Linked DNA regions of Oryctolagus cuniculus: all the other regions are linked to region 3. A link is a contact called in public Hi-C data. All regions are on one chromosome and are shown on one strand. Each heading gives the region's core, a stretch centred on a gene start, on an enhancer-like site or on the middle of the called end of the contact. The rest is flanking DNA. Distances are from core to core; before and after follow the strand shown. Region 1 overlaps HECW2 (HECT, C2 and WW domain containing E3 ubiquitin protein ligase 2). Region 2 has its middle 7.7 kb from the start of DNAH7. Region 3 holds the start of STK17B (serine/threonine kinase 17b).

What was found. A called contact is a pair of places that touch in the nucleus more often than the background predicts.
Region 1: a contact with region 3 is called in a Hi-C map of skin fibroblasts, with 4 times the contacts expected there. The contact joins the enhancer-like site here to the promoter of STK17B in region 3. A contact is called at or near these places in 3 of 6 Hi-C or Micro-C datasets (embryonic fibroblasts, skin fibroblasts and an unstated tissue).
Region 2: a Hi-C map of an unstated tissue shows a contact between it and region 3, with 2.3 times the contacts expected there. The contact joins the enhancer-like site here to the promoter of STK17B in region 3. A contact is called at or near these places in 2 of 6 Hi-C or Micro-C datasets (skin fibroblasts and an unstated tissue).

The regions. Positions count from the first base shown.
Region 1 is chr3:44,064,314-44,068,687 of mOryCun1.1, reverse strand. It overlaps HECW2 (HECT, C2 and WW domain containing E3 ubiquitin protein ligase 2), which reads right to left. Exons shown (of 29, transcript XM_051849334.2): 16 at 1,602-1,704. Among named protein-coding and RNA genes, the nearest start is that of STK17B, 100 kb to the left of the region's middle. Within about 2 kb of position 1,802, at least 1 of the 8 cell types and tissues checked has an H3K27ac peak or open chromatin away from gene starts, as enhancers often do.
Region 2 is chr3:44,232,633-44,237,163 of mOryCun1.1, reverse strand. No RefSeq gene overlaps it. Among named protein-coding and RNA genes, the nearest start is that of DNAH7, 7.7 kb to the left of the region's middle. Within about 2 kb of position 2,148, at least 1 of the 8 cell types and tissues checked has an H3K27ac peak or open chromatin away from gene starts, as enhancers often do.
Region 3 is chr3:44,165,264-44,169,670 of mOryCun1.1, reverse strand. STK17B (serine/threonine kinase 17b) reads right to left here and starts at 1,728. Exons shown (of 8, transcript XM_002712358.5): 1 at 1,448-1,728. LOC103348804 (a long non-coding RNA gene) reads left to right here and starts at 1,728. Exons shown (of 4, transcript XR_517106.4): 1 at 1,728-1,998; 2 at 2,831-2,870.

The DNA of each region.
Region 1 (4,374 bases), core at 553-3,052, 100 kb after region 3:
CAGTATTTATGTATCAACTCAAATTTTAGCTACATCACACTATCTATATATATTTTAATGAAATATGAAAAAGACGTTTTAATAGATACTATCTGCTAAAATGGAATCCCACTGCTAACTCAGAGTTTCTCTAAATTAACATTTCATAACACATGAATAATGGAGACACTTATGTAATTGAATTGAAGTTTATATTCTACCCAAGAGCAGAGACTTGATAAATTTTAAGCAAAAATTGTATAGTATTTTAAAATTCGACATGCAATATTTAGTATTGTGTTAATAGTGATATCATAAACCACAAACTGCTAGACTTTGACCCTAGATTTCTTCCTATCAGTAGTTGTCAAACTTCTTTATGTCATGGCCATTATACTTCAAGATAAATTTTTTTAATTAAAAAATTTAAAGCAGAAGCAAACAAATAGAGAATTTCTCTAATTTAAGCTGTAGAGAAGAACTTGTACATTCCTCTATCCACCTGTCTACCCCACCTGCCTTAGAGATTCTATAATTGAAAATCACTGATTTACTTAAACCTTATCATTTAACAAATTTTTTAAAAAGACTGAGTTATTTATTTGAAAGTCAGAGTTACAGAGAGAGAGAAAGATCTTCCATCTGCTGGTTCACTCCCCAAGTGTTTGCAATGGCCAGGGCTGAGCCAGGCCTAAGTTTAGAGCTTTATCCCACATTGGGCAGCAGGCGCCCAAACACTTAAGCACTCTTTCACCACTCTTCCCAGGCCATTAGCAGGGAGCTGGATTGGAAGTGGAATAGCCAGGACTTGAACCAGCACCAATATGGAATGCCAGTGTTGTAGGCTACAGTTTTACCTGCTATGCTACAATGCTGGTCCCAAACCTTATTATTTTAATAACTATTCAAGTTGTTTTCTACTATATGCCTGCATTGATTTATTTTTAACTTTCTTTTTTTTAGGCTCTTGATGCCTCCAATTTGCTACAAAATATCTCAAGAATGTGCTATTGAAGCAGATATTTTGTCTAGTAGATAAGACACCAATTAAGATGCCTGCATACTACACTGGAATGCCTGGGTTCAATTTCTGGCTCCTGCTCCCAATTCCAGCTTCCTGCAATGCAGACTCTGGAAGGCATAATGTGATGTTTCCAGCCTTAGTCCAACTGGGGAGTGAATTAGTAGATGAGAGTCCTATCTCCCTCTCTGATTCTCTCAAGTAAAAAAAAAAATATGCTATCATTGTTTTTTTTAATTTGCGAGGCTATTACAGATTCCCACATCATCTAAATTCTGTCTCAAACCTCAAGTATACACTTGTCCAAATGCTTACCTCACAATGATTGCAAAATAAACAGTTTTCCTCAACTTCAGCAATATAATAGTTCTCAGAAATGGCAGAATAATAATAGTTTTAAAATCTCCTCCTATAGAATTTTGCAAGACAAAGCCCTTGGAGATTTAAGTCTCCAGGATTTGCTCTAAATTTCTTAAGGATAACGAGGCAATTTCTGAATGCACATCAAAAGTAGCAGGCGGACAACAAGGAAGTATTTGCACAGTATACGTGGTTTCCTCTGACATGAAAGCACAAAAGCTTCTGGAAAGGGGTCACATACCCACTGGAACCATGTCCTGGTACTGTGGCCTGCTGACTGTATTGAATGTACTGGATGGCCTGGGAAGAACTGGTGGTCCTGCATGTCGAGAATCTTCTCCTACCTGCAAACACAAGCATCATTTATGTTCTGTGCTCAGAGCTACAGAGCTTTCTATCAGCAATCTCAACCAAATTGTTCCAAGTACTTAACAATGAGCATGGTGAAATACCAAAGGACTGGAACAGCTGCCAGCTGTGGAGCTGAAACAAGGTTCTCAGTCCTTGAAAGCCCCACTTTAGTAGCTGAACAGAGAGAAGAATGGCACAGCCATATCCTTAAAAGGAGGTGGGATAGTGGCTATTTAGCACTGAAGTAGTTCAATATGCTTATGATTACTAAGAATGCAGCAGCTAAATAGCAGACCTGTTGATCAGGAATAACTTCTGCATTGACAGAACACAACCTGCAACAATACTGTCAATGGGAAGAACTGGGTGGTACAAAATATATTGGGACAGTGCCAAGATGTTCCTTCCATTGGCCAAGGCAGGCCAGAGAATTCCCTGTCTCAGCAGAGGAGGGATGAAGAGCAGCAATCTTCCTGTGGGGTTCTGAGTTAATGTATCATCTCCTTAGAAGCAATTTTACATGCCTATTAGAGCACCTGGCACAACAGCTCTTTCTGGTTTGAGCCTCCCACAACAGGGAGCTAACAGCAGCAGGTGTGGAGGAGCTAAATTGGGTTGCCCTAACCTGAATTATTTATTGTACTTATTATAGATTTAGAAACTCATACACAAAAGCAGATAGCTAAGTATACCCATTAATAGTCTTAGTAGAAAGCTCTAACACTAGTCTAGCTTTGCCTTAGCATTTCCCCCCAAATACTAGAGGTCTTTTAAGACAACAGTAGAACAGTAGAAAAAGCAGAGAACAAAAGGAAAAATAACATAGATTGATATATTGATATTTTTAAAATAGAGCTTGTATTCCCACCCACTGAAACCTTCACAACCATTTTATCATACTACATCAGTTAGCCGTTGGCTGAGGATTTTTCTAAAGATCTAACACAAGAAATATCTTCCCCACCCTTTGCTGCTTGCTTATCCCTCAAGAATGCTCTTACCCATTCTTCAAAGCCTGGTTCAAACAGTCCCTACTCAACGAAGACTTCTCTTCCCTTTGAGATCAAGTCAAATGAATCTCCTCAGAGCTTTTGCTATGCTTGATGTGTATTTCTAAAGTAGTTGTAATTATTAACAGTTTTTATTATTTATCAATTATACTTTAGTAAAGGCAGAAAGAGAAAGAAAAAAATCTATCATTATCTAAAAGGGTAAAGACACACTTTTCCTTCTCTACTATTATAAAAGTTTATAAAGCATTTTTCACTCATGTTTATTCATTTGTATTATGATTTTACAGATTCTCTCTCAATTAAGGAAACACATGTTATTTATTTGTGCCCCCTACAACATCAACCACCATGTCGAACACACGGAGTAGGTGTTTGGTAAGCGTTAATGTGTTGTATGGGAAAGATATCAAGATTTCTACTGACCAGAGGATGGGCTGAATGAGTAGGAGATGGAGGATGGAAAGACTCAGATATACAAGTAGGAGTTTTCTCACCTTGCTTGTTTTGAGTTAGTAGCTTAGAGTCACTCTCTGGGGGGATTCAATCATTAACTACACACTATCAGTCAGTCAGAAAATTTATGACCTCAATATGCTGAGATGTACTTTCCCTCCTGTCAGTAGGCTGCCATGTGTTTTCATTTCTGAGAACAGCCAGAGGTCTTCTCGAGACCTCACTTGTGGAATCAGATTGTGGTAAGGATGTGCACACTTCCAACAGCTGCATCAGAAAAGATGTCCCTGCAAAGATTTAGCAACACCATGGCTGAACGCTGTGTCTTGAGGGAGTTATTTCTGTTCTACTGGTCAGTTAATATCAATAGGATGAGAAATCTTCACTCAAATTTTAACAGACCCCTTAGGGTCCCTCCCTCACAACAGTCTAGTGCTGGACCATGAAAACAATTCCAGTTGTAAGGTAGAAGGTTTAAAAAGCAAGTATATCTAACTATCCTATGCATGTTTCCTAGGAAAACAGTCTTGATTGGCCTGAACAGTCAGACTCATGAACTCACAATAAGGGAAGTGGCTCAAGTGCACTCTCCATGTGAGAAGTCAGACAGTCATAATTATGCTACATATTGCATACAGGTCCAAAGGTTTGTTCTGCTTTTAAGACAAATGCTGCTAGCGTCATCTAGTTCACCACTAATGGTTTATATGAGAGCAAGGTAAAGATTTATTAGCTACTCATAAAACATAAATATTTTTTGTACATACCTCATCCCGCAAAAGATTTATATATCATTTTTATATGAGCTTCTCATGTATATTCTTCTGTGTCTACACTTAAAACCAGCAAGCACATGAGGCATTAGAGCAAGCATGTAAATTATGAAGGGAAATTCCAAGAGTGGAATTTTGATGAACCAAATCCAGTTATTTATTGCATTCATAATTTTTTCTTTTAACAGAAGCTATAAAAATATTGGCCCTACAATATAATATTGAAAATATGACATACACACAGATAGAAAAGGCATGCCAGAAAAGAATCTTAATTCTATTTATCTAAGGAAATTTTTAGAAACAATGTACATCAATGATGACATACACTTGAAGCATAAGCCCATATTAAAGGGGAGAAAATTTGTCCTAAAACATTCCTTCTAGTAATTTAAGCTGCTGAAGGAAAAAGTGAGATTTTTTT
Region 2 (4,531 bases), core at 899-3,398, 67 kb before region 3:
TATTATAGGGGGCATGCATGAGGTTAAGAAAAATTAGTCCAAGAGCTGGTATTTTTGTCTCTGCCCATACTTTTCTCTTTGTGAATCTACACACATCCTTATTGTGTTCATCTTGCTCAGTCACACATTTATTGAACATCTGCTAGGCATTGTTCTGGGCATAGGAGATATAGGAGACAGGTCAAGATCCTCCCTGTTGCTCTAGGAAAAAGAAGTGGAATATTAGCAAGGAAAGAAGGATATTAATAAAATAATTCCAGCTGGTGAAAAAGTATGAGGAGAAAAAGAGCCACAGTGATGGGAGGGAAATCGCTCCAAGGAAACATTTGAGCTGAGACCTGCATGACAAAAAGGAGCCTGCCATTCAAAGGTGTGGGGAATAAGAGAAGCAAGGAAGTAGGAAGTAAGAGAGCAAGTTCTAAGATCTGAATATGGGAATGAGATTCACACGTTTTCATTGTTTGTCCTGGAGAAGGAACATAGTGAGGATGGATCTTGTTTTAATTAGAAACCATAGACTGAAATGAGGCAAGAGTGGAAGCAGGCAGCTCAATTAGTAGGTTATTGGAGTAGGTGAGGGGAGTAACACTGGTGATTTAAACCAGGGGCATAAGTGCTGATGGAGAGAAGGCATGCATTTTGGAAGAAAACCTAAAGGGACTTGTGGGTAGACTTGATGCCAGGGTTAAGCATAAGGGAAAAGGACTTTCAAGTTATTTTGGCTGAAACACTTGGTAGATAGTAATGCCTTTTAAAGGGGAAGGCCAAGGAGAGGGCATATTAGAAGGGGAAAGAAAATTAAAAACTCAGCTTTAAACATGTTAAATATGAGACAACCATTAAAAAATCCAAGTCAGATGTTGAGGAGACAGGAAGCTCTACAACTCTGGGTGTAGCTATAGTTGGGATTTAGAATAGAATTCATCCAGAGCCAGATGGTCATTGAAGCCACAAGATTAGCTAAGGTCATCAAATGAGAGGGAGGGAGGGGGGAGGAAGGAAGGGAGGGAGGGAGGGGAGGAGGAAGGAAGGGAGGGAGGGCGGGAGGAAGGGAGGAAGGAAGGGAGGGAGGGAGGGAGAGAGAAAGGGGGAGAGAAAGGGGGAGGGAAAGAAAAGAGAAAGGAGAGAAGAAAGGAAGAAAGGAGAGAAGAAAGAGAAAGAAAAGAAAGAAAGGGAAGGAAGAAGAAAGAGGTTTAAGGACCAAGCTCTGGGGCTATTGTTTTCTCTATCTGGAAACTGGAAATTTAAAGATTATATATTTTATCAACCCTTTAACGAGATTTATGCAAGCACAAAGAGTTACAATAGATAACTTAGATCTAAAAGAACACTACAAAATGTGGTTGACAATTCAGGCATGTGGTATTTGTGAAAACATTGAGCTATATATGAACCACTTCCCATAAAAACAGGTAACGATGTTGCTTTATTACCACACGTTGACCTTCTACTAATCACAACCAGAGGAGAAAAACACAGCTACTTGTATTAGTTTCTTTCAACACTAGAGGGAGATATATTCACCTGCAAATCAGAAAGAAAAACTATTTTACCAGACTTAGACTGTTTTAAATTTTTATACTTTTGCAACCATCAAGAAATATAGTCATGTATTAAAGCTGGAAAGAATTACATGTTTGGAAAGTAACCTGACTTCTTTATTAAGGTAGATTTAACAAAAGATTATTTCATATATGCTAAAGATATAGTATATTTTAGGTAATACCTTTGTCATTTTTTGTGCATGGGGAAGCAACAATATATAAATAAACTGATTTTTATTTGGAAAAACATCAGATCTTATTCCCTGGAAGCTCTGGAATATGTCCTTCATAGGCCAAAGTGTCAGAACTTTGCCTCTCAACCTTCTGTCTATAGATTTCATAAATGTGCTGTACTTGACATTCCATATTTCACAAGTGGCTTAAAGGTCATTGGCACAGAGTTGATTCTGAACTTTTTATTTGCCCTATAAAGCTTTTCAACTTTGCTAGGTAATCACGTAGATAGGTAGTGTTTTCATGATTGCTTGGGGCAACTAGAAAACTTTCTCTTTATTTGCTTTCATAATCTTTCCAAAGGACATACAGCAAGACATTCTCTGTTCCTGGTCAAAGGTTGAATACAATACCTCTCCAAAAATTTTTAGTCTGTCAAATGTTTTATTTGACCTTGTAACTAATTTGGCAAGTTCTCTTCTCTGTAATTTCAACACTGAAATATTTCTGGTATCTAAAAAAAAAAAAAAGAATAAGTTTTCTGTATCGAGAGCAGGAATATAGTTTAGGAAAAGGAAGTATTTTCTGGATCAAAGCTAGTTTAAAACATGATTTTGTCTCAACTGGTTGGTAGGGTGGGCAAGTTACTCTGTGATTTAAACTACTACTTATTTTCTCTTCTCTGAATTGGTTCCACAGCATTTTAGATTGATTTAGATAATATATTCAAACATCTAGCTCAATTCCTAGTACAAATTAGGTTTCCAAGTTCCCTGCACCTTCGTTTTTCATTCCACCTGCAGTGCTTTATAGAATGACCCTAAAAATCGTAAGTTCATTAATTATGTACTCTGAAGTATTTGTCAAGTACTGATGATAAGTACACAGTGTGTCCTGTGCCAAATTTCCAGGACGAGCTTGTAGAAGTACAGAATGTGACCAGAGTTGTATTGCCTTGTACTGTACACCACTAGGCCAGAAACAGCACTGCAGCAAGGTCCCGTGTGGTCTAGGGTGAGCCCCTGCTATATGTAAGCTTGAGAGTGAGGAGAAGACAGGGAGGCAACTGAAAGTTGGGCAGGGATTGCTTTCCCTGAAAGGAATTGCTTTCCCTTTACCTTCACAAATGTAAATTACAACTTCCAGCCCTTATAAAGGTCCAATTCAAATCTTTCTTTCCCCAAGAGATGTTCCCAGCCTGACTGAACTCCCTCTCCAAACACCTATAACATTTACCCAAATCAATTGTCTGACAATGCACACTTTGCATTCCTATTTAACCACTTCATTTACTAGTCTCCCCCAACCACGAAGTTTCTTATCAGGCTCAAGCACACCCTGTTACATAGTGTATTACTTTAGTACGTATCACAATGCTGTACATGAAGTAGACATTCTGCACATTCACGAATAACTGTTCATGTCAGTTTTCCTTCAGTTTACTTTGTCTCATGCATTTTAGTAATAGAACTCACCAAGGGTAAGGGTACAAATACAGTTTGAATCATTTTGATAACATTTGAAAAATTGTCTTTTTCCTTTAAATTGTAGATTCTTAAAAAGAAAGAACCAAAAAAGTATACATGGTAAGAGACTTCTGTTTGTGCAGTTTACTCTGGTACTCCTGCCATGGTTTTTTCTGAGTATTCACTTTCAATCAGAATGAATTAAAGTTACTATGATATAACAGCCATCACCTACACAGGTAATGAAGCAAGGAGAGTGCGTGATGAACATTTTCATCACCAGTAAGCAAATTTTTTAAAAATCCTTAGTCAAATCATGTTATAAACATGTGAATGTTTATAATAACACAAGTCAAATCAAAAAACTTGTGAATGAGAACTTGACACATACAATAGTACTCTATCTTTACAATAAATAGGACTGAAACAGAAGCTGACATCTTATTATTATTTGTTATTCAGACTGCAGAATAAAAGGGTGCGGAAGCTGGAATTAGAATGTCCTTCAAGGTCATGAAGGATAAAGAATTACACATGAGAAGAATCATCTGTTCCCCAAGTGTCAAATCATAACATTAAGAAGTAATAATGCTAAATCCTTATTGCCTGTTAGCAGTTCTGTGACCCACTTTCAGTATGAGTCTGATTTAGGGCCGCCCCACATTTCCTGTAAGGAGCACCTGGGCAAGGTTCCATGTTCTTCAAAATATATATATATATATATATATATATGGACATACTTTCAAATACTAGTAATTGAAGATAGGTTATTTTCAAAATAATTGCATAGTAATATATTTTTAAACGAATATTCAGATAATGGCTACAGATCTTTTTTTTTAAAGGAAAAACAAAAAAAAGTCATTCAGAGTTTCTAAGCTGCTAAAATAGAATGTTAACATTTACTGTTAAATTCTATACCATTTTCTCCCTTTTTTAATCTCAAATCCTGAAATGGATGGTCTTTACCCACTTAGTCTATTTGTTCATCACCTGATCTTTTTTTGGAAACCCTCTACTATCTGGCTGCTGGTTCCACAGTCCATTGGAACAGCCTTAATATTACTAATGACATTGGTACACTTCTTGTTTTTCCTAACTACTATTCAGAATTTTATGCACTATCACCTGCTTCTTAAAATTATTTCATATTTTGTCCTAGGTGACTGGCTGCCTGATTTCCCCAGTTGTCTCACATTCCCTTTCCTGGCTTATCTTCCATTCCGTCCTTTCATTTGTTGATATTCCTAAAAAATCTGCTGGTACCCATTCCCCTCGGTTCTCATGCCAAAGTTTCATCTGCTTCCCCAGCAGATAGTGATAGGAGTGAGGGTGGGGGTGGGGATA
Region 3 (4,407 bases), core at 479-2,978:
ATCTTAATCAAGTTGCAATTCATCAATCAATGACCAAGAGAAGTTGTAACTATTCCATCTACACACAAAGTCTTGAAATTATTACAGAAAGCTTACTTTTAAAACATACCACCATGTAAGTAAACCTATTTTACTTCAATTTTAGATTCCTATTTTTAGAAAAATGATCTAAAATGTATAAAGTTGTATCTCAGAAATGAAACAGCTATTAATAACTCCCATTTTTAAAATAGTTTTTTTTAGTTGAACATCTCAGCTTTTAAAACACTACGCAATTTTCTTTAAGTATGTAGTTATAAAGCTAACATTTTAGAAGTTGTTCAATACTACTTCTGGACAGTTCATCGTACAACTACAAAATAGTGTATCAATGAGAGAGTAGGTTTATCTTTTCCTTCAATTAAATTGTGCTCTTGGATTCAAAATGCCAGCTTACACATGCCGTCACTTGCCCAGTCATTTCTACAGCCCATGCCGACTCAGCTCATACTTTCTCATGGACTTGAAAACTTACAGGGGCTACACCTTATCAAACATCCCTGCAAGGTTCAGCATATCATTGCTACCACAGAGGTAAACATTACATCGGCAAAACGATCAGTGAACGTGATCCACAGACCTAATGTCCGTAAATATTGAAATCTGATCTGCATTATGGCTGGGTTTAAAAACGTATTTTTCTTCTTAATTGCAATTTACAAACTGATGTTGGAGTTGCTTCCAGTCCCATCATAGTCAGACAGGAAGGACTAACACCAGCTATCAGCTGCCATAAAGTCTCAACTTTATCTCCACTTAGACCTCAACGAGGCGCTTTTCCCCACAATAAACCGAAGAACCCGGGCAAATGTCAAAATCATAGTCACCACGGAGCTGTACAGTTTGAGAATGGGTCATGTACACTATGTGCCTTATATACTTTATTATTTTTAAAATATTGCTTAAAAATCCCTGAAAATTCGACTTGTTCTCTAGTCTCTAGCGTTAAAAAAAAAAAAAAAAAATCTGGTTCACAAGAAGTAGCTGAAAGCTCCCTGCAAGATGAGGAGGAACTTCGTCGAGTACGAAAGACAGCTGTGAGCAGGCCGTGTCCGCGAGCCCAGACGTGAACACGTCCTGTGCCCCGAGGACCACGTCGGCAGGACGTGGAAGGGACGCGAGCCCGCCGCGAAGGGCTGCACGGGCTGACCCGCAAACAGGGCTCCCGCGGCTGGCAGGGGTGTCGGGAAGACCACCCCCCACCCCCAACCCGCACCCGACGGGGCCAGCGAAGCTGGACTCTGGCTGGAGCAGGGGGTCACCCGAGGGGCGGCAGGCTCCGAGCCCGTCTCCGCCGAGCCCGGGGTCCGAGAGGACCCCTCTGCTCCCCCAGCTACCCCGCCCTTCTCTCCAAGCCCACCTGCCAATCCCGACAGGCCCGCGGACACGCGAGGCTGAGGACACTGACCTCTCTGGCCACAGCAGGTTCTTCCGAGGCTGCCCCCGTTGAGGGGGCTCCTGTCCCGCCCCGCGCCAGGAACCGCGACAGGACGTGTTCGCCAGCTCTGGCCGGGTAGGTGGGAGGCTGGCAAGATCCACTTTTCCTTTTTCCCAACAGGAAGCTACAGTTGTGACCTGGCCCCCAGTGAGGAGACTCCCGGCGACCGCAGCACAGACGATGACCGAAGCTTACAGTTGAGGTTTGAAAACTGCAGCCGACTCCGGAGGCACTGCTGTTCGCCAGGTCCCACCCCCTGCGGCGTGAGGGCCAATGGAGGCGCTCGCGGAGGGTGGGGCTGTCACGTGACGGGCGGGGCGGGGCGCCGGCCGGCCGGCGGCGCGTGCTACGGGGCGTGGTCCCAGCGGTGAGAGGGTGTGGCCCGCGCCGGGCTGGTTGGCGGCGGCCGGACGACTGCGCTGGGCAGGTGGGGCGCGCTGAGGGGAGGGGTGAGGCGGCGCACGGAGTAGCTGTAACCTTTGCCACGCTGCTTCCCACCCTCAGACTAGTGCGTCCCCTAGGTACGAGGAGCGGTAAGAAGCCAAATTCGTCCCAGCTGCTTGCGACTTTTCACCAGACTTTTGTGCCTTCCCAAGAACTGTTCCCTGACTTACCGGGTCTACTTCCCTGTGCCCCGAAACTGCCCTCCCAGTGGAGGGCCCAGTTCGCTACAACTTGGTAGAAGTTCCTCGGAACATCAGCATTGCTTGGGGGATTTGTGGAGCCTGGGCCCCGCTGTGAAGTCTGCTCCCGCGAAGCGTGTCCTTCTGAGACAGGGGGAGTCCCGATATGTGGAGCTAAGGGGAAGAACGCACATGGCAACCCGCTCAGAATCTGAGACAATGAAAAAGCTGAGCGTTCTTACTTTACCTATAAAATCTAGGGTTGGTGGCAGAACATATTTACACTAGCTACAGCAAACTATTGGGAAAAGATGAAGGGAGTGGAATTGTCCTCTTCCTTTCGAAAGACTTTAAGAGCCATCATTTAAAGGGGAAATTTTCTTGTTCTGTCTCACGAAGCCAAGCCAATTTCCATCAAGCAGTTTGTTTTCTGCTCCATACTGTATGCGCCCCAAGATAAACGCAAAAAAAAGAATGCATCATCCCATCTAATGACATCCATCTGTCCTTACTTACACTGATTCCTCCTGGTTTAATGGGTCTAGCTTCTAAGCCTTGTCAGGTGGAGAGGATTACTTCCATCTGTCTAATTTCTTGTTGCTAACAATTGGCCTGACTGGAGAAGCCTAATGGTGGGATGGAAATAAAAAAGGAAGTTGCATGCTCAGCTGACTTTTCAGGTGTCTGCAAACCAATGACACTGTACTTGTCTTTTCTTTCATAAACACAGGTGCTGCCTGCCAGAGGTCTCAGCACCAGCACTGCAACCAGTAAGTAACCTCTTGGTGTGTCTGGAGTACATCGCTGTGGTGGGTTTTTGTGTATGTGATTATGTAATCGTGGACCTCCTTAATTTCAACATTTGACCAATTGCCAGCTGTTAGTAATCCTCTCACACAGAACCTGCCTTGTCCTTTGTCATAAACCCAGTCCAACATCACTTCACACCTGGACACAAACCCTTCTCTCCTCATCACCACTTCCAACCAATCCTCCCAGTCACAGACTCTGCTTCAGCCACCAAACTTCCTGGGGCATCTTAGCATGTCTTGCATTTTCTTTCCTCTGCCTTGGCTGCTGCTTTTCATTATCTTTTTCATCAGTTTCCAAGTCTCAGAAGGTAACTCTCTCCAGAAATCAGAAATCTTGGCTGATTTCTATTTTCCATTCCCTGCCCAGTCACCTCTTTGCTGTATATTACTGGATGTTTGGCCTACATTTGTTCCATGTCTTTCGGTCATGCTCCTAAACAGGCTGTGAATGGTTGTGTCTGATGTCAGAGTTGTCTACCAGAGCTAATCACACTCTTCCATAGACATTCAGCTACATTTGTTGGTCTCTGGCAATGATGCTCGAGTAACAAGAAATTCCTGCTGCTGATAAGGAGACTGAACCTACTCTGAGGGCTTGCAGGAAAATTCAGGAGACAGTACATCCCTGCAACCCTCCTCTTTTGCCTGGTCTCATTCATATCATATTGAAGCTATATATTCTTGCTCTCATTCCTTTGAGTAGGAAATCCCCATGTGACTTGACTGCCATTCTGTGGTCATTGCCTTTGACCACACAATCCATTAAATTGATCATCCTTTAGTGTTACATTTCTGACCAGCGACGTAAGGCTTGACGTTTGTTCCCACTCAATTTCTGTGTACTAATCCCCTCCCAGTACATCAAAATATAGCCATATTTGGAGATGAGGCCTTTAAAGAGGTAAATGAAGTAAAATGAGATAATATGGGTGGACCCCAATCCAGTATGACTGTTGTCATTATGAGAAGAAATTAGGAGAAAGTCCATACAGACCAAGGGACATCTACCTGCAGGCCAAGCTGTTTCAAGAAAAACTGAATCTGCTGACACCTTGATCTGGGACTTCTAGCCTCCAGAACGGCAGAAAAACAAATGTCTGCCATGTAAGCCATCTACTCTGTGGTGTTTGTCACAGAAAACCCAGCAAGCCAACACAGTGACCCTCCAGGTTGTTACCACACTCTGGCTTAAGGAGGGTGATCTTTCCAAGGCATTCCCAGTGAATTACCACTTGTAACCAGCGAGGGGGATCCCCTCTGATCATGGCACAGTACTCGCCATAGTCTGTCTAGGGGAGGTGACCTTCTGCATTCACAGCAGGTCAGTTACCACATGCTTACCAAATACTGACCAGGAGAGGTGGTTTGCCCCGGTCCCACATTTATCCCCTGTAGAGTCAGAGAAGGAAGATGGAATTTAGCAAAGAAAAGAAGGCCTCAAATTCATAACTTTCTCCTTCAGGAGAAAACCAGTTATTTTTTAAAAAAAAAAATT